Linked DNA regions of Mus musculus: regions 2, 3, 4 and 5 are each linked to region 1. Evidence: chromatin contacts called from public promoter capture Hi-C data. All regions are on one chromosome and are shown on one strand. Each heading gives the region's core, a stretch centred on a gene start, on an enhancer-like site or on the middle of the called end of the contact. The rest is flanking DNA. Distances are from core to core; before and after follow the strand shown.

Region 1 (3,926 bases), core at 955-3,454:
TTATTTTGAACACTATACAACATGGACATGCATCAAAAACATCACACAGTATCCCATAAATATGTACAACTTTTACATGTTGATGATTTTAAAAAGAAGCAATGACTTCAGACTGACAACTATAATTTGATTTATAATTAGATATATCTAAAAAATAAGTGCCTGTGAGACCTGGAAACATATATAAAAGGAGTCAACGAAACCAACATGGAAGATCACACTTCCAACTAGTTAATTTTTATGTGTCTTCATTTCTCCACCTCTAAGATAGGTTTAATTATTAATACATTTCAATGAAACCCCCTATTTTGTACAACTAATATATATTAATCAGAAGTTTATCTACTTAACAGGGCCATTATATAAGGTATATAATAAAAATTCCAACTTATTAAAGGGAGAAAATGTAGTGTTCGGGTTAACATAAGCTGTTACAGTTTTGTTTCTCAATATCAAACAGCATCCTGGTTTTCATGCACCAAGCTCTTGTGAGGTAGTCAGCATGAGTCAGCCTCCTGGGTCTTACTGGTTCTGGGACACTGAGCAGATCAAGTTTCTAAGACTACAAGACTGAAAGTCTAAATTGGACCAAGGATAAAAGCACCAGGGCAATGCCAGCCAACAGGGTCTGCTGATAGCCAGCTAGCTATCATTCTTAGTGATGCCACACCTCTGCCATTCCTAATCCAGTCATGCTATCATGAGGTGAAGGGAGGTCTATGCATAAGGAATATAAAGAGTAGAAAGAAGATAGTGGTGTGGGGAATTATGATTTCAATATTTTATTTCACCTTTTTGTATTTTGCAATTTTTCTTTAATGATCATATACTACTTTAATGTTTGAAAATGTGCTTAAATATCAAGGTGAAGAAAAACTAGACGACAGACACTTGAAGGGGACCAGGGTAGAGAAAAAGGTTTCTGAGCCTATAGTCTGAGTGAGGGCAAGATATCAGGGAGTTAGGGGCATAGGCAGGAGGGTGTTCTCTCCAAACCGAACTCCCTTTCCCAGTGTACTAAGGACATGAAGTGCTGTACTGGCCAGCCATCGCATTTGCGTAGGTTGTGACTGCAATGGGAAACTATTTGCTGGAGAAGTCCGTGCCACTGTGTTGAACTGCATCATTGACTGGCTGTTCAACCTGAGCACTTGAGCACTCACCTTTCATCACCATTATCAGATATTCACTAGTCACCTTCCAAGGTGCCTGACTATACGCTATACTGCCTGAGGAAGAAGCTGCAGCAGAGACAAAGGTGGCAGTGGCGCAGAGGCAGCTTGTAAGAAGAGAAGAAACTTAGGAGAGGAAAAAAAAAATAGAACGAAAATGCAAAATCACTGTGGGCAGAGTGAGGTGGCCAAGGAAGGCTTAGATTTAGAACTTGAAAGGTCAAGAGACAGTCTTATTCTCTTACCCGGCAAATCAGAAAGCAGGTGGTACTCCTGCTGAGCCCAGAAGAAGTTTGGGAGGGCTATGAGTAAAGGTTAGGGGTTGGGACAGTAGAGCTCGGAAGCATAAGCCCTTTGGGGACCGCCTGCCAGAGGCAGATTCCTCAAGCTCCTCACTGTATCCTCGGCAGCCTTCTTCCCCAGCCCTCCTCAGTCACTTTAATTTCAGCTGAATGTTTGTTCTTTGGGCCTAGTCACCTATACTTTACGAGGAAGCTTTCCAAAGCAGATAACTCCCACTGTCAGCTGTCCCATCAAGAGCACCCTCAGCCACTGCTTGGCTCCCTATTCTGCTCTCAGCCTGCCTGACACTTGCTTCCTCAAAGCTCCCTAACCGCTGCGGATTCGCGCATCTTTAAGGAGGAGCTAAAGAACTCCTTAGGGAGCTGGGGGTTTTTGTTTGTGTGTTTATTTGGTTGGTTGGTTGGTTGGTTGGTTTCAGAGTGTGGCGCTTAATCCGACTTTTTGCTCCTGAAGATCCGGAAATGGAATCGTTCAGTCCCAGTCTCTCAGTTTTGAAGAGTTCCTGAGGGTTCCTAAAACTAGTCCTTCAGAAGTAAGAGCAACAGCCTGTGCGCACAACCGTGCAAAATTAAAATAGTCACTTGTAGTGTTTCGAAAATAACTCCCCCGGGGGGGCGGGGAGAGCACAGCGCCTCGGGCGACACATTCTGGGCGGAGGGTGGCGGGCTACTGGCCCGTGGGCGTAGCGCGCAGCTGCAGGACCCACGCCCCGCCCCCGCACGCTCGCCAAGGGAGGCGGCACCCGGGGCGCTGACCCGCTGCTGTCGCCGGCCTTCAGTCTCAGGGCCGCCCCGGTCTCCTTCAGTCAAGCGGAGGATGCCGGTGCGCCACCCGGGGACCACGGGAGACTGAGTGGAGACGGGGTCTTTGCCGGCCGAAGCCTAGACCGCGGGAGGCTGAGCCGCGGCCTGAAGTGGACTCTGAGGCCGCCGGAACCAGGTGACGCGCGGGAACCATTGGCCACACGAGCAAGGGAGCGTTTAGAAGGTTTCCGTAGGCCTGGCGTCCGAGCTTCCCGTGTGTGCAGTGGGGGATTAGGGACGTGGCACCATGAGGAGCCGCAGTAACTCGGGAGTCCGCCTGGACGGCTATGCTCGGCTGGTGCATCAGACCATCCTGTGCCATCAGGTAAGTGTAGGTAAGGGTGAAGTGTGAGCTCCGGACACTGACTCTGGGTGAACCCTGAACGCATTTGTCTCTGGAGAGACCTTAAAGGATCCCGAAGGAAAGTTGCATGTTGAACTTGGAGTAAAATCAAAGTGTGGCATGGAGAATCACAATCCCCCACCCTCGACCCCTCTGCAGTGATTCCAGAGTGATGGTTTCTGAGCTCAGACAGAATGCCACCCCTTCCCCCAACTCCCCACCCTCCCAACTATGGCAGGATTCCAGGGACAGAGTTTCAAGAAATAACACTTTTTTATTGCCCTCACCCCAGGTTTGGGCCATCTACTTCCACTCCACTTCCCCAAAGATGTATGAGAACATAGAGCATCCTAAGAGACCTTAGACTACTGTGAAGGTCAAGGCACTTTGTACATACTTTTAAACAGTTTTGCACAGTGGCTCAGGCTGGCCTTGAACTTGGGATTTTCCTGCCATAGCCTTCACAGTTTGGACAACAGACCACAAGCCAGTGGGTTTTTTTGTTTGTTTCCTAAGCCGTTGTTGTTTTATTTCTTCCTTTGTTGAGAGGATTTTACCTTGTAGCCCATGCTGACCTCAAACTCCCCATCCTCGAGCTTCATCTCCCCATTGCTGGGGTAACAGGTATGCGCCACTGCACCTGGTTTATATGTGCTCTTTGGAGTTGTTGGTTTTTGAAACCAAGTCTGTCTTTGTAGCCCACGATGGCCTGAAACTCACTATGTAGCTGGCCTCGAAGGAGCGTCAGTCTGGAGAATTATAGGCTATAAGGCACTGCACCTGGCTGTATATATTTCTAGATTTCTTTCCTACTCCTTTACTTCAGACTTTTCGTTGCTAGTTGAATTTAACTTTTATATTTATTTTTCTTTTAAAATGCACTTAGTGGCATCCTTAGTACTACATTTGATAATACCCCTAATAATGCCTTTATTTTAATAATACCTGTGTTTTGGACTTGTAAGCTTTCAGCCAGCTCTTTCCTTATTCTTAAGATAGTGCATGGAAATAGAAGAAACTTTCTCATCTCATATAAATATGTTCTGCAATGCTGATTAGCAGCAGTAGCAGCACACTGACTAGTCCATACTACTTTATTATATATATATATATAGTTGAAACTTGCTGAGAGAGGAGATCCCTCCTATCAAAAAGTGAGGTAATAGATGTATTAACTTGATTGTCATTTCACAGTACATTCATGTATGTATCAAATCGTCATGTTGTATACAGTAAATATGTACAGCTTTTATTGTCAGTTATAACTCAGTAAAGCTGGGGGATAGTATCTACCTGCAACTGGTT
Region 2 (3,926 bases), core at 677-3,176, 840 kb before region 1:
GAGGCAGGCAGTGGTGGCACACACCTTTAATCCCAGCACTTGGGAGGTGGAGGCAGGTGGATTTCTAACTTCGAGGCCAGCCTGGTCTACAGAGTGAGTTCCAGGACATCTGGGGCTATACAGAGAAAACCTGCCTTGAAAAACAAAACAAACAAACAAACAAAGAATATGCAATAAATTACCTAGTTAAGTGTACAGGAATGGAGGTGTTTTTTAGAAAAATATTTATTTAATGTGAGTACACTGTCGGTCACTGTTCAGATACATCAGAAGAGGTTAGATATCGGATCCCACTACAGATGACTGTGAGCCACTACGAAGTTGTTGAGAATTGAACTCAGGCCCTCTGGAAGAGCAGTCAGCACTCCTAACCACTGAGCTATCTCTCCAGCCCAGGAACTGAGTTTTAGCACATATCCCTTCATGCTTTCTTGTGATAAGACTAAAAAGTGTCCCCGAAACCTGACATACCTTGATGTACACGGTGTGAGAAAGAATGATGAGGTTTGCAAGAATTGGGACTAAGTAAAACACAGAGACTAAATTTAACTCTTTAATTTGATGATTCTCTCTAGCATCCCCACAAAAATGATACACTGGCTTGCATAATCTGTGACCAGTACCTCGCAAGTTCTAAATTCTCTTTGTACAGCTCATTTAGAAGTTCTCGTTTATACAAAGCCATATCCATCGTGGAGCCAGGTGCTCTTAGCTGTGAAGAGCCCTTCCTTGGGTCTTTTTTCCCTAATATGTCCTATGTGACTTCTCACTGGTGATGCTTTTGGTGTGCTTGTTACTCTGATCCTGATCGCTCTGTCAACTAAAGTTAGACAAAGTAACCTTTACTTCTCAATTCAGATAGGAATCCTTTTGCACTCCAAGTTTGGCTTCAGATGCCTTGGAAAGATTCATGCTGCCACCTGCTGGTTTATTCAGTCTGTGTGCATCATTTATTTACTTGTTAATTTGTTTTTCTTTTGTTGAAACAGTTTATTTTGTAGCAGATATTTTTCCATCCCTACCTGAACCACCTCAATAGTAAGATTAGTGAATTGCTGGCACTTTGATCGTCCATAAGCAAACCAATTTTGTGTCCTTTATTATTCATGGGACGCCTAAAGGGAACTTAGAACAGACTGTGAATTATTTGTCAGCGTGAATCAACGAGACAACAATATCCTTTGATTTTCTAATACCCAGGGTGTCTGATCTCTTTCATGTGGATATTCATAGTTTGACAGTTAACAAAATTTGACAGTTCTTTTAAGTTAGCAGTGTCTCTGGGGCGAGTAAGATACCAATGAGCTATTATTCCCTCAGGCTTTGCTTTGGCATTTAGGAATTATTTTTCATTACTGCTAGCGAGTAACGTACTTCAGTGCGTTTTTGTCCCAAGGTATGGAGTCACCAGGTTCCCAGAGAAAGACTAAGATGCCAATGACCCAAAACTATGAGCGTAAGCCCACCAAATCGGTCACAACTAATACTCTGATAATTTAGGAACCAAGGAGCCATTTTGTGAGGCATTTCTACCCTTTCCTCTCCTCATCTGAGGTCGCCAACTAATGCAGAAGAACTTCTAGTGTCCAAGACGCGGAGCGATACATGGTTTGTCCAAGTAGAAGATATATTGAAATTTTGCATAGACAGGTGTGTGACCTAATGTACATTATTTAATGTTTATGTGGAAGTTCTACATAAACGTTTTTAGCTGTAAAATAGGATAATCCTTCATTATCGCGCAAAATAATGAAATTCACGCGTCATGTCACTGAGCTTACGTACCTCCATCTTTATTCATTTTAATTTTTTTATAATATAGTTAGACCTAAAGGTCCAATAAGATGTCAGAATTGCAATCTTTGTGGCCACTCCTCTTCTGGTCTCTCCGCCTTCAGCGCCGCGGATCAGTTAAAGGCGTGCAACGGCTTGCTCCAGCCATGTTTGCTCGTTTCCCGTGGATGTGCGGTTCTTCCGTGGTTTCTCTCCATCTAAGGAGCTTTGGGGGAACATTTTTAGTTCCCCTACCACCAAGCCTTATGGCTTATTTAAGAAAACATATCAAAATTCCACGAGATTTTTGACGTTTTGATATGTTCTGGTAAGATTTTTTTTTTGACATGTCCTCCATACTTTTTGATATTTGTAATATTTTCAGTCAATTTTTCATTTTTAAGGAATATTTCTTTGTTGTGCCTTTTGGTTGATACTTGTGTGTGTATGGTGGACTTACCTTTCTTTCATTGTTTATATATTCTTGCCCATCGGGGCCACGGATACCTGTGTGTCCTCCCCGCCATTCCATGCCCAACGGGGTTTTGGATACTTACCTGCCTTTTCATTCTTTTTTTTTCTTATTATTTTTTTTTCTAAACTTGCCCATCTGGGCTGTGGATACCTGCTTTTATTCTTTTTTTCTTCTCCTTAGCCCATCGGGGCCATGGATACCTGCTTTTTGTAAAAAAAAAAAAAAAAACAAAAAAACCTTTCTCGGTCCATCGGGACCTCGGATACCTGCGTTTAGTCTTTTTTTCCCATGCCCAACGGGGCCTCGGATACCTGCTGTTATTATTTTTTTTTCTTTTTCTTTTGCCCATCGGGGCTGTGGATACCTGCTTTAAATTTTTTTTTTCACGGCCCAACGGGGCGCTTGGTGGATGGAAATATGGTTTTGTGAGTTATTGCACTACCTGGAATATCTATGCCTCTTATTTGCGTGTACTGTTGCTGCTGATCGTTTGGTGCTGTGTGAGTGAACCTATGGCTTAGAAAAACGACTTTGCTCTTAAACTGAGTGGGTGTTCAGGGCGTGGAGAGCCCGCGTCCGCCATTATGGCTTCTGCGTGATACGGCTATTCTCGAGCCAGTTACGCCAAGAATTAGGACACCGAGGAGCACAGCGGACTGGATAAAAGCAACCAATTGCGCTGCGCTAGCTAAAGGCTTTCTTTATATGTGCGGGGTTGCGGGATTCGCCTTGATTTGTGGTAGCATTTGCGGGGTTGTGCTAGCCGGAAGTAGAAAGCCAAGGAGTGCTCGTATTAGTGTGCGGTGTTGCGCGGAAGCCGCAGAGGACTAGGGGATAGGGCTCAGCGTGGGTGTGGGGATTGGGCAGGGTGTGTGTGCATATGGACCCCTGGCGCGGTCCCCCGTGGCTTTAAGGGCTGCTCAGAAGTCTATAAAATGGCGGCTCGGGGGCTCCACCCGAGGCTCGACAGCCCAATCTTTGTTCTGGTGTGTAGCAATGGATTATAGGACATTTAGGTCGTACAGGAAAAGATGGCGGCTCAAGTTCTTGGTGCGGTATAACGCAAAGGGCTTTGTGTGTCACATGTCAGCTTCATGTCTGAGTTAGCCTGGAGAGGTGGCACATGCTCTTGAATGTGTCTAAGATGGCGGAAGTCATGTGACCTGCCCTCTAGTGGTTTCTTTCAGTGATTTTTTTTTTGGCGGGCTTTAGCTACTTGGCGGGCTTTGCCCGAGGGTACACTTGGTGCATTATGGTAGGGTGTGGTTGGTCCTACCTTGTGCCACTCGAAGCTGAGGCAAGGCTAAGTGGAAGTGTTGGTTGCCACTTGACGTAACTCGTCAGAAATGGGCACAAGTGTGAAAGTGTTGGTGTTTGCTTGACTTCCAGTTAGAAATGTGCATTATTGCTTGGTGGCCAGGATGGAATTAGACTGTGATGAGTCACTGTCCCATAAGGACGTGAGTTTCGCTTGGTACTTCACGTGTGTCTTTAGTCATCATTTTTTCGAAGTGCCTGCCCAGGTCGGGAGAGCGCATGCTTGCAATTCTAACACTGAAGTGTTGGATGATGTCGGATCCGATTCGAGAGACCGAGGCTGCGGGTTCTTGGTCGATGTAAATCATTGAAACCTCACCTATTAAAAGAAAGAAAAGTATCTAAGGCCATTTCAAGGACA
Region 3 (3,926 bases), core at 887-3,386, 790 kb before region 1:
CAGCCTCTATTCAGCTAGACTCCAGAAAAACAAGTTCAGTGTTTGGTGTTTTGCTATTTGGTCACTAGGTGGCAGTATAAGCCCAGGTTTGTGCTACAGACTTAAAGCCATAAAAAGGAGCTTGGTTGGTCATATTTTTACAAATACAAATATTTGTAGTACCTTGGATGACTTTAGATGGATGCAGTCCTCTGCAGTGATCTATACTATAGTTTATATGTAACTCCAATTAAAGGCATTTCAAATCAGACTGGATTAGCATGGATACATTTTTGGGCTGTTAGCTCCGTTCTATTTTGTTTACATATGTTTCTTTTTTCACTCTTAGGGAAACTCATTCCAACAGTCCCACAGCTTCTTGTCAGAGGTCCTCGATAAATATTAAAAGGTTGAATTGAAACACAGCAAGTTGTAACACATCACACACATGTATACATATATACATGTATACAGCAACCATATGCTAGCTCATAGCACATGGTAGCCCGCAACCCTCTATAATGGCATCTGATTCTCTCTTTCATTGTCCATGAAGACAGAGAACACATATAGATTGAGTAAATAAACAAGTAAATAAATGATCTTTATACACATACCTCTAGGGAAAACAATATGAATATAGCTCTCATAAATTCTCAAAAACAAATTTAAAAATAAAAAAAGAACTTAACCACATAGAATTATACTAGAAATAAAAGCAAAAAGATATAGGGAAAATTCACAAATGCATCGAAATACAATTTGCCTAAACATCCAAAGAATGAAAGAAGGGAAATTATAAAATATGAAGATGGATAAAAGCATCTCAAAGTAGCAGCAGACCAGAAGTTGTAGCATGGAGTAATAGTTGTAATAGGAAATTTATACTTGTAAATACTGACATAAAAGAAACATTAAAAAGACAGTTAAAAAAAATGGGTGCTGTAAATCTGACCAAGAACCCACAACTTGGACACTCAAAGACCCTTGGGGTGATAGTGGTGGACCATCCATTATTATTTTGCTTATCAGACACATCGTCTAACTCCTCTCTAAATACAGACCTCCAACGGGAGAGGCTGGCTCAGTGGTTGAGAGCACTGGCTGCTTGCTCTTCCAGAGCACCTGAATGCAATTCCTAGCAACCACATGGTGGCTCAAAGCACATGGTGGCCCACAACCATCTACAATGGGATCTAATTTCCTCTTTCATTGTCCATGAAGACAGAGAACACATATACATTAAGTAAATAAAGAAACGAACAAATAAATGATCTTTTAAATGAATACTTCTAGACCCATGGATTAGGGTAGCTCTCAGACCTCCCCAGAGACACTTCTTTGTGTAGTGACCAGGGCTTTGATGTGGTCAAAATGGAGAGAATAGTATCTGTAGAGTGTGAAGGGTGCTCAGTTCTAAATGGAGCATCTATATCACACAGTTACATGCAAACCTCAGAGAAAATCACTTAAGACAGGGGCCATCTGGGCTGGGGGTTAAGCAGCAGTGACAGGACCGGTGCTCAGGAGCTCACAGCAGCTGTGATTCCAATACTAGGGGAGGTACTCGATCTACCGCTGAGGAGCCATTGGGAGTTAATGGTGTGGCCCTCTGATAGATCCATCAACCTGCAATGGATGACCCCATCTCCATGCATATATGGTTGGTTGGCACAAACGGGACCCAGTGTGTTATTAAAAAACAAAAACACCATTAAAAAAACCACCACACCAGGCCAAAGCCATCATTTTTAGCATCACAAAAAAAATTGAATAAAATGAACAATTTCTTCGACTCTATCAGGGAAATAACATTCCCCAAATTACAAAGTCTCTTAGAGAGAGCAGCGACTTGCTGATGAGTGAGAAAACAGCTCCTGTCCACAGACAGTGTGAACACAGGAAAACAAACTGACGCTTTCTTGGAAGGTTTGTTTGAATAAATTTAATAATAAGATAATCCAGGCTATATCCAGCGAGCAATACACTTTTGTGACTTTTCTTCATAGGAGCCCTAGAGCATGTTTTTTAGTGAAAATGATCTCCATAGGGATTGGAACAGAAAGAGAAAAGGAAGCATTCTGAAACACCCCCATAGCAGTCTGCTCTCCTAGCTTCAGCCTCAGACAAACGTGACTCATTAGAAATTCAAGTAACTGAGTCCCTTAATCCCCAGGCTGACATGCAACTCCTGAGCTCGAACATTGCCCCACCTTAGCTTTCATAAGACTCAAACCGACCTGAAGGGAGGGAAAAAAAAGCCCAATTCTAGCCCACCACGCTTCTGCTTAACCGACGGGAAGGAAAACTGTACAAGACCCAAGAAGAATCGCTGTGATGACCACAGTTGAGTGGCATAGATACAGCTAATGAACACCCTGCCACCATCAAGGCCTCCTGTAATATCAGAGAAATACAATAACGTGTCATACAACTCAGAACTAATTCAAGAAGTCTCTAGAGCAACCAAAGCAACAAATTAGGAAAAATAAAGACACTTGGAACATTCTCCAACCTGGGATCCCTCTGGCTGTATCAAACAGTGGACACATGGTATAGCCCTCATTTTCAACCACATCAAACACTGTATGTAAAGCTTACTAAAACAAAAAAATCTCAGCTAGAAAATACAGATCAGAACCAAATTCAGGCGTGGTAGACATCTGCAAGGATTAGATGGTACATCTAATTATGATTAACATGGTAAAAGTGCTAAAACAAAACAAAACGGTAGACTGGTTTTGACCCCCGGACAAGGGACAGAAGTGCTTATTTTACATATCAATGCAGACCTGGCTTCCAGGTTCTACTAGCAGCGTTCAGTCCCTGCCTGATATACCTTGTTCCCAACCTTGAACTTTCCAGTTCAGGGGCTTAGCTGCCCTTCCACAAGACGTTCTTTCCAATGTTATCTAGACATTTTGCGCCCCACCCTTCTCCTCTCTGCACGAGCGCACCCCTTCTTCCCTTTTCTCCTCTCCCCTCTCCCCATGGCAACTCCTCAATCCTTGAAGCCAGTGAACTCCCCGAGAGCAGTTCCCCAATAAGCCTACCTTTAATGCAATCGGACTTGAATAGTCTCGTTTCACGGGCAGAGAAGTCATTGATCGGAGACAACATGCATGAATAGGAGACCAACACCATCAACACAACCGATGCTCAAAATCAATAGCATTAAGAAGTGAGCATTCATAAAGATTTGGAAGCTAACACTTCAGAGCACACTCCAGAAGAACAAATGGGGTGTGAGGGGAAGGGATTTAGTTAGGGATTTTGCTTGTCATTGGCGGTGCATCTCTGCAATCCCCCAAATCTGGAAGGCTGAGGAGGATCAGAAGCTCAAAGGCTGCCTGGAATGCGTGGGGAGAATCTCCCTCTACCAATAAAGAGACAAACAATGCCAGACAAGCAGAATGTATCAGGAGACAACTGGAAATGGGATAAAGATACAAGATAATACCTAAAACCTAATGGAATGAATGAAGCTAAAGCCGCACAAAGGTGTGTGTATTGGGGGGTGGGGGGAGTTACAGATGCGCATTCCTAAGGAAGGAATCTCTGAGTCACCACCACCTGCAGGAAAACCTTGGCAGAAAACAGAAATGACAAAGGCTCGAGCGTAAATACAAAATTTTAAAATGCTGTTTTTCTTGAAAAAAAATTTTTTTTAAGAAGCTGATGAAACTAAGCTACACCAATAACAAACTCAAATCACGTTTGCAAAAGGAGACCTTACAATCAGTCAATGCTTAAAATCTCTCAAGAGCCGAAGCAGAAGGGATGCTATCTAACTCAATTCATGATGCCAGAGTGATCCTGATATCAAAGCCAGAAAGAGACACAAAAGAAAGTTAAAAATTTATAGCCCACATCCCTGATGATCATCATCATTACAATATCCATAACCCGAGTTTGATGGAATTAAAATATCCAGGTGGGATTTACTC
Region 4 (3,926 bases), core at 753-3,252, 570 kb after region 1:
CAGGTGCCAGGCTAGGGAAGGACCATGAGCCAGTCTCCCACACCAAGCTGCCCAGGCTGACTCGATGGCTTCTTTGAGCTATTTCCTGGCCATTGGATTCAGAAATGGAAAAGGGCTTGGTTTCCAGGACCATGAGAGTAGAGGAAGAAAGAAAGTCAGTAAATCCAAGCTGTGCTGCTTTGGGGACCAAGCTTTCTCTTAGTGGTCCCCACCTTAAGTGCTCAACTGGAAGCCCACACCTAGGACATCCTTTGCTAAAGTTCCATTCTCTGAGGCTCTGCAGCTCTTCAGCTGTTCTCCAGCACTGCTCAGGAGCAATGTGCATGAAGCCGGAAGAGAACCACACTGAGAAGTCCAGTCTGGAACCCTGCCTTGGATTGCAAGAACTTATGTTTGCTTTGTTTTTCTTTGAGACAAAGTTTTACATGTAGCCCAGGCTGGCTTCAGAACTCAAGATCCTCCTGCCTCAGTCTCTTGAGTGCTGGAGTTACATACAGGCTTGTGCCGCCATACCTGGCCGCAAGAACTCACGATTGATGTTTTCTAGGTCTGGTTCCACTGTGGGTGGGGTCAGGTCTAGGGAGGCTAAAAGTCAGGAAACCGAAGGTGGTGGCATAGAAGACAGCCAAGTTCATGGACACATGATGACGGAAGTATGTGTAAGATGTGAACGGGCCTGACCAAAGCCATGGCTTAGATGACATGCAGAAAGTGAGAGGTCAGAATGGACATTCCAGGCTCTGTGTGCTCTGAATCTGGTGCTGAGGCTGCTCTCAGGGCTGATTCTCTGCAGCAATGTCTGCGCTCTCTGCTCCGATTCCCTCTTCAGAAGCCCTTCCAGGTGCTCTTAAGTCTCAGGGCAGATACCCAAAGAGCACTCTTCCCTTTGAACTGTGGCCCCTGGGCATGTTGGAAAAGTTTTTCTTTGTCTGGAGGTGGAGGTCTGCCTCTCTCTGAGTTTCTGCTTCCTGGTCCTAATTCTACCTTTGCTAAACTAGCACATTCACTCCCCTCCCCCTCTTGCATGGTAGCTCTTCCTTGTTGGACACAGGGCTCATGATTATCTCTTAGCATCTTGCTTCTCTAAGGTCACTACTGCCCTTTTCGGGGAGCTGGGGGTTTCCACTGTATCCCCCTTGGGAGGCCCATCAGATGTTTTCTGTTCTGCACTGGGATTAATATATGCTGGCACGGAGATATAAGAACTGACAAGATATTTTGTACATTTCGTATCCATTGGGCACCTCCTGGGGGAATTCAGCCCTGTGTCCAGTGTCTCTGAAAAACTCAAGTAGTAAGAGAAACTCAAAGGTACAAGAGATGGCTTTTTTTTTTTTTTTGTGGTGCTGGACATAGAAGCTTGGGCCTTGCACATGCTACCACTAAGCTACATCCTCAGCTTGGAGAGATATATGGAGGAGCTCATTGTGGTTGGGAGGTTATTACAAGAGCAGAGTGTGTGAAGTCCAGGTAAGGAGAAACCCCTTTGTTTTCTGGTGCCAGCATCCCAAGGCATGGGCTATATAACAGGAGGGCTGGAAGGAATGTGGGTCCCCATTGAGGGAGTCTCCCATTTCCTTCTCCGTGAATTGCTTGACCACTACCCTGTCTCAGCCTGTATCCTTTCTCCCTTTATGGACTACTGAACCAAAAAGGGAGGGAGGAAGGGAGCAACAGCACTGGAAACAGAATGTTAGCATCATCAGTCTGGAAGGTGAAAAGAGAGATGGTTTGGAACTGTTTTCTTTTCTTTTGCTGCTCCCCATTTCTTCTTTGCCTCCCTCCTGCTGCGCAGCTGCCTCTAAGGCAGCCCCCCACCCTCGCAGTACCTTGCAACAGGCTCTGGAGATTGAGCTGCGCCTCGCGAAGCAGTTCCTCTACACTCGGGGGCCTGCCCGAGGAGAGGAACACGTTCACTGGCTGTCGCCATGACGACCTCGAGTGGGCAGTCGCTGTCGCATTTTCCCGACCCGAGTTAGCTGCAGCTAGGGAAGGAGAGAGTGAGTGAGAGCGCAGCCGCGGGAGCCAGTGGGCTCCCTCGGTTCCCGAAGGCCCGCCCCTGCGGGGGGCGCGCGTAGCTGAGCTTAAAAGGCGAGAGGGATCGCTGTCTGCAAGATTTTTCCTCGACAGATCCTGCCGCAGTCCCTTCCCTCCTACTCTGCCTGCCTCTGTTGGCGTCACCTCTGCCAGCGTCTCGTCTGTCTCCTGCGCCTGCCGCCTCCAGGTCCCGAGCTGCTGCCTGCTCTCTCTCCGACCCCTGCCACGAGGTAACGCGTCCCGGACCGAGCCCCTGTGGGTGTGGCCCGGGCTCGCTTGCGCCGGGTCGCCCTGTCGCCGCACGTTGGTCTCCTCCCACGCCCACCTCCTCATTTCTGCCTCCTCCTGCACTCCCCATAACTCCCTACCCCCAAGTGCCCAGCACTCAAAGCCCCAGGAACTTGTCACAATGTCTGAAGCGGCGGGAAATCTCAATAGCCTCCGCTTGGCGAATGTGGCCCTGCGAGAGGAGTTAAATGCCCTTCGAGGAGAGAATGTCCAGCTGGGCCTGCAGCTCGGAAGAGCCTTGGCCGAGGTTAATTCCTTGCGGGGCAATGTCTCGAGCTACATCCGCTGGCCCATGCCCATAGTACCGGTCCTTGCCGAGGAGAACTTTGAGTTCCTGCTCAATGAGACTGATCCCACTCCTGAGGAGGAGGAAGAGGAGGAGGAGGAGGTGCCTTTCCTGTGCTGGCCTCCTCCACGCACAGATCCCGAGTACGTCTCAGATGATCTTTTGATTAATGTGGTCCAGGACTATACCAACCCCGACGGGTCCAGTGACCCTCCTCTGTCACCCAGCCCGTCCCAGCCGGAACTGCACTCCCCCATGTTAAAGGAGCCAACCTTTGAGTTCCTTTTGCCACCGCTGGAGCGGCCAGACATAGAACCCTTTTCAGGCGACCCAGTGTACCTGGCTGAATTTCTGATGCAGCTAGAGACTTTCATAGCAGATCACGAGGATCACTTCCCTGGGGGCGCGGAACGGGTGGCATTTCTCATCTCCTTTTTCACAGGGGAAGCGAGAGACTGGGCTATCTCAGTCACTCAGGAAGGAAGCTCCTTGCATGCCAACTTCCCGCGCTTCCTGGATGAAATCCGTAAGGAATTCTGTGGCCCCATCCCCTCACGCGTGGCTAAAAAGGCCATACGCAAGCTCAAGCAGGGAAACTGTACCCTGGGCAGCTATGCAGATGCTTTTCAGTTCTTGGCCCAGTTCTTGTCTTGGGATGACTGTCGCCTCCAAAACCAATTTCTCAAAGGCTTGTCAGAAATTTTTCGAAAGGAACTCTTATGGTCAACTGAAGTGGCCGACCTGGATGAGCTGATTCTTGAGTGTGTCAAGATAGAAAGGAAAGTGCGTGTCCCCAAGACAGCCTCGCTCACTGGAGTTCAAAATAGCTGCTGCCCCTTTGCACTAATTCCTAATGAGGATGAAAATGAAGGTGTGGAGTTCTACAGTGAAAATGAGGGTGAGGGTGAAGAGGCAGGCGGGTACAGGCTTTATCTGAAGGATCAGAGGCAGCACATGACAGCTTTCCCACAAGAGATGAGGGAGGAAGAGGAGGAGATGAGGAAAGAGGAAGACGAGATGGAGGATGAGGAGGATGAGGACGAGGATGAGGATTATGAATTTGAGGAGGAGGATGAAGACGACGACGACGAGGAGGAAGAGGAGGAGGAAGAGGAGGAGGAAGACAAGGAGGAGGAGATGAAGAATGAGGATAGCGATGAGAATAAGTATGAAGAAGAAGATGAAGTTATCGTTAGGGTCCTGGAGCCAGAGCAGGAGCAAGAGAGGGAGGAGATAGAGCACGAGCATGTGTATGTGCACGAGCACATACACGCCCATGTGCACACACTTGCTGCCCACCACCACGGCCTACATG
Region 5 (3,926 bases), core at 521-3,020, 540 kb before region 1:
AAAAGTCTGATGACCTGGAACTGTAGTTATAGGCAGTTGTGATCCACCACGTGGAAATTGAGAAGCAAACCTGGTTCCCCTAGAAGAGCAGGAAGTGCTCTTACCTGCTAAGCCATCTCTCCAATTGTTTCTAACTTTCTGCTAATGTATATGTTCTCCTCTGAACATGGGTATGCAAAATCTGAGACTGCTTTCAAGTTTATATCTCTATCACTATCTATCTAATCTATGTATCTATCTATGTCTCTATGTCTCTATGTATCTATCTATCTATCTATCTATCTATCTATCTATCTATCTATCATGTATGTATGTATGTATGTATGTATGTATGTATGTATCTATATCCAGAAGTGGGATTGCTTGAACACATGATAATCATGTTTAATGCGTTGAGATATTGCTATACTGATTTTCATTGTCCTTACTTTCACCACTGCTTGCTATTTTCTGTATTTTAAGCTATCTCAATCGGTATGAAATAGTATCTAGTTATGATTTTGACTTATATTTACATAACTAATGATACTGGTCATCTTTAAAAACAAATTTTGAAAAATTTCTTTATTATTGGATGGGTGTCATCAAGGTGAGTTCTAAGGAACATGTGTGGCAGCCAGGGTGCAACTGGACAGAGTCAGTTCTCTCCTTCAACATTTGCATGGCTTTAGCATTTTCCAGGTTTATACAACAAGCACCTTCACCCACCAAGATATCTTACTGCCCCTTTCCTAGAGGAAATTTTAATTTACTGCATAGTCTTCTATTGCATGAATCTTCTATCATATATTTAACTCTCTCTTTAGTGCTAATATTTTTATTATTTCCAATAAACTTCAAAATGTCAAGCAAATTCTGTGATTTTAAAAAACAAAATAGTACTTTATATTTGGTTTTTCTTTGTAAAATTCCTAATGGCTTTCCTTTTGTTTGTTTTGTTTTTGGGTTTTTAAGACAAAATTTCATGTAGTCCAAGCTAACCCAGAACTGCTATATGTGGAGGCTACTCCTGAACTTCTGATTTTCCATCTCAGTGCTGTGATTACAGGCTAAAACAACATCACATAAGGGAAAGTGGAAAGACAGTTTAGGACTGGGGTATTATCCTATACGCTCACTAGTCATATAGCTGGCTCTTTTACAAAAGGCTTCAACACCCCTCCCCCCACACTTTAGTCATCCGTCATCTCTTCCTCATCAGGAAATATTATGAGAATTTTCCCATTTAAAATCACACAGGTTGTGAAAATTACAGAAACCAGGGTACAGAATATTTAAACCACTGTCAGTTACATCATCCAAAGGCCACCTATGCTTATTTTTGGTAATTTTAAACCTCAAAGGATCTCTTTGTGGGCTCCTCCACTACCCTCCTCTCTTTCCCAGAGCCTCAGGTTATAACCAAAGGGATAGACTAAAGACAATCCAGTACCTTGCCCATTTTTTTCATTCCTTGTCACTGTTTCCATATAGCTCTTTTGAAATTATGAACATATAGTATCAGTTGAAAACGGAATGAATGATACTGCATTTCTGCAAAATTCCACAGGCTATAGGGTGGAAGATGAGCCATAGGTGGAGGAATCAGCCATATTAGAGAATCTGGGAAGGCAAGAGGTGTTGAAATTTTGATTCATCTACTAATTTACTGGCTCAGGATTTGTCAATCACTGCAGCCTGGCAAATGAGATTAGAGAAGAGTCCTGGGAGGGAAGGGGTGACGCAGCAACCTGCATACACTTAAAAAAAAAGAGCTGAGAGACAACTGCGTAATCATACTGCGGCACCAGTTCCTCCATCCCTCCGCCCCCGAGTGGCTGGAGCAGCTGCTTGCGGAGGTCTGCCCACTGCGGCTCTCTGCAGTCTCTAGCCTGTTCCTTCAGGGCCTAGAGTCTCCGCCCAGACAGCCGGTTTCAATTCTGCTATCCCAGCTTCAGCACCGTCTTTTATCCCCACTGCTTGCTGCCTGCCATCAGTGCAGCCGCCGCCGCCTCTTGGTTCATCTCTGCCAGATCATCGCGCATCTGCTGTATTGGTGAGTCTTCCTGCGGAGGTCAGGTCTCCTGATCTGCGGGCTTAGCCACCATAAGTGCAGGCGATCGTTTGAAAACAATGGCTGAATCAGTCGACCATAAAGAACTGTCTGAATCCAACCAAGAAGAGCTTGGCAGCCAGGTAATGGCGGAGGGGCCCGGGGAAAGTCAGGACCGCAGTGAAGGTGTCTCCATTGAGCCTGGAGATGGCGGGCAACATGGTGAAGAAACCGTGGCTGCTGGAGTAGGGGAAGAGGGAAAAGGTGAAGAAGCTGCTGCAGGGTCTGGGGAAGATGCTGGGAAGTGCGGAGGCACTGATGAGGACTCAGACTCAGACCGTCCAAAAGGACTTATCGGTTATCTTTTAGATACCGATTTCGTTGAAAGTCTCCCAGTGAAAGTTAAGTGCCGAGTGCTAGCTCTTAAAAAGCTTCAAACAAGAGCTGCCCATTTGGAATCCAAATTCCTGAGGGAATTTCATGACATTGAAAGGAAGTTTGCTGAAATGTACCAACCCTTACTAGAAAAAAGACGACAGATCATCAATGCAGTCTATGAGCCCACAGAAGAGGAATGTGAGTATAAATCGGACTGTGAGGACTATTTTGAGGAGGAGATGGATGAGGAGGAAGAGACTAACGGCAACGAAGACGGTATGGTGCATGAATACGTGGATGAAGATGATGGTTATGAGGACTGTTATTATGATTATGATGACGAGGAAGAAGAGGAGGAGGAAGATGACAGCGCTGGGGCCACCGGAGGAGAAGAGGTTAACGAAGAGGATCCTAAGGGGATTCCGGATTTTTGGTTGACTGTTTTAAAAAATGTTGAAGCACTCACTCCTATGATTAAGAAATATGATGAGCCTATTCTGAAGCTGCTGACAGATATTAAAGTGAAGCTTTCGGATCCCGGGGAGCCTCTCAGCTTCACACTCGAATTTCACTTCAAGCCCAATGAATATTTTAAAAATGAGCTGTTGACAAAGACTTATGTGCTGAAGTCAAAGCTTGCATGCTACGATCCCCACCCTTATAGGGGAACTGCCATTGAGTACGCCACTGGCTGCGACATAGATTGGAACGAAGGGAAGAATGTCACTTTGAGAACCATCAAGAAGAAGCAGAGACATCGCGTCTGGGGAACTGTCCGAACTGTGACTGAAGATTTTCCCAAGGACTCTTTCTTCAATTTCTTCTCTCCTCATGGGATCAGCTTAAATGGAGGGGATGAAAATGATGATTTTTTACTTGGTCATAATCTGCGTACTTACATAATTCCAAGATCAGTGTTATTTTTCTCAGGAGATGCACTTGAATCTCAGCAGGAGGGTGTAGTTAGGGAAGTTAATGACGAAATATATGACAAAATTATTTATGATGATTGGATGGCTGCAATTGAAGAGGTTAAAGCCTGTTGCAAAAATCTTGAGGCATTAGTAGAAGATATTGATCGTTAAAACAGAGTAGATGCTTTTGAAACTAACTGCTCTACATGCAGTTACTGAAGACATAAGCAGTTAATATTGTCTTGTGTTCTGCATTTTTTCCTGTCATGCCAGTTTAAAAATTCAAATACTAATTAATCTGACCTTGCATTGTAGTGGTATGATGTTTTCAAGACATGTAGACTGTGATAAATGATTAAGACATTAATAGTCTGTAGTATAACCCTTCTGAAGTCCTTGTGCCATGTATCTATTAATCTGTGGCTGTGAATATTATTAGAAGTGCTAAATGAGATTATTTGTTTGCAAAGAAAATATTGGAAACCTACCTAAGAGTGCTTTGCTATTTTCCCCCTTATCCTCTTAGTGCTTTGGCCAATTGACTTTATTGTGCCTGCTTCATTTTGCAGTAAATATGCAGTAGAATTTAAAACTTGAATGCC

What was found. Promoter capture Hi-C pulls out the DNA fragments that hold promoters and counts their contacts.
Region 2: a contact with region 1 is called in a promoter capture Hi-C map of embryonic stem cells, with 2.3 times the contacts expected there. The contact joins the promoter of Xist here to the promoter of Phka1 in region 1. A contact is called at or near these places in 2 of 39 promoter capture datasets (embryonic stem cells and liver).
Region 3: a promoter capture Hi-C map of embryonic stem cells shows a contact between it and region 1, with 3 times the contacts expected there. The contact joins the enhancer-like site here to the promoter of Phka1 in region 1. A contact is called at or near these places in 4 of 39 promoter capture datasets (the 3T3-L1 cell line, embryonic stem cells, hippocampal neurons and 1 more), 1 of 484 Hi-C or Micro-C datasets (embryonic stem cells) and 1 of 115 datasets of contacts at active chromatin or transcription factors (stem cell-derived neural progenitor cells).
Region 4: a promoter capture Hi-C map of pre-B cells shows a contact between it and region 1, with 5 times the contacts expected there. The contact joins the promoter of Rtl5 here to the promoter of Phka1 in region 1. A contact is called at or near these places in 3 of 39 promoter capture datasets (the C10 cell line, pre-B cells and stem cell-derived epiblast-like cells) and 1 of 115 datasets of contacts at active chromatin or transcription factors (large pre-B cells).
Region 5: a contact with region 1 is called in a promoter capture Hi-C map of the 3T3-L1 cell line, with 2.4 times the contacts expected there. The contact joins the promoter of Nap1l2 here to the promoter of Phka1 in region 1. A contact is called at or near these places in 3 of 39 promoter capture datasets (the 3T3-L1 cell line, cranial neural crest and stem cell-derived epiblast-like cells).

What each region holds. Positions count from the first base shown.
Region 1 is chrX:102,642,524-102,646,449 of GRCm38.p6, reverse strand. It overlaps Phka1 (phosphorylase kinase alpha 1), which reads left to right and starts at 2,204. Exons shown (of 33, transcript NM_008832.2): 1 at 2,204-2,603. The coding sequence starts at 2,526.
Region 2 is chrX:103,481,233-103,485,158 of GRCm38.p6, reverse strand. It overlaps Xist (inactive X specific transcripts), which reads left to right and starts at 1,926. Exons shown (of 8, transcript NR_001570.2): 1 at 1,926-3,926. It also overlaps Tsix and the pseudogene Gm14861.
Region 3 is chrX:103,437,156-103,441,081 of GRCm38.p6, reverse strand. It overlaps Tsix. Among named protein-coding and RNA genes, the nearest start is that of Tsx, 25 kb to the right of the region's middle. Within about 2 kb of position 2,136, at least 8 of the 459 cell types and tissues checked have an H3K27ac peak or open chromatin away from gene starts, as enhancers often do. A contact at or near this core is called in embryonic stem cells, where this site is marked.
Region 4 is chrX:102,069,383-102,073,308 of GRCm38.p6, reverse strand. It overlaps Rtl5 (retrotransposon Gag like 5), which reads left to right and starts at 2,002. Exons shown (of 2, transcript NM_001278534.1): 1 at 2,002-3,926. The coding sequence starts at 2,447. It overlaps Nhsl2 (NHS-like 2), which reads right to left. Exons shown (of 8, transcript NM_001163610.1): 2 at 1,830-1,985.
Region 5 is chrX:103,184,497-103,188,422 of GRCm38.p6, reverse strand. It overlaps Nap1l2 (nucleosome assembly protein 1-like 2), which reads left to right and starts at 1,770. Exons shown (of 1, transcript NM_008671.3): 1 at 1,770-3,926. The coding sequence starts at 2,113. The coding sequence ends at 3,495. The region is part of intron 5 of 4930519F16Rik (RIKEN cDNA 4930519F16 gene); the gene reads left to right.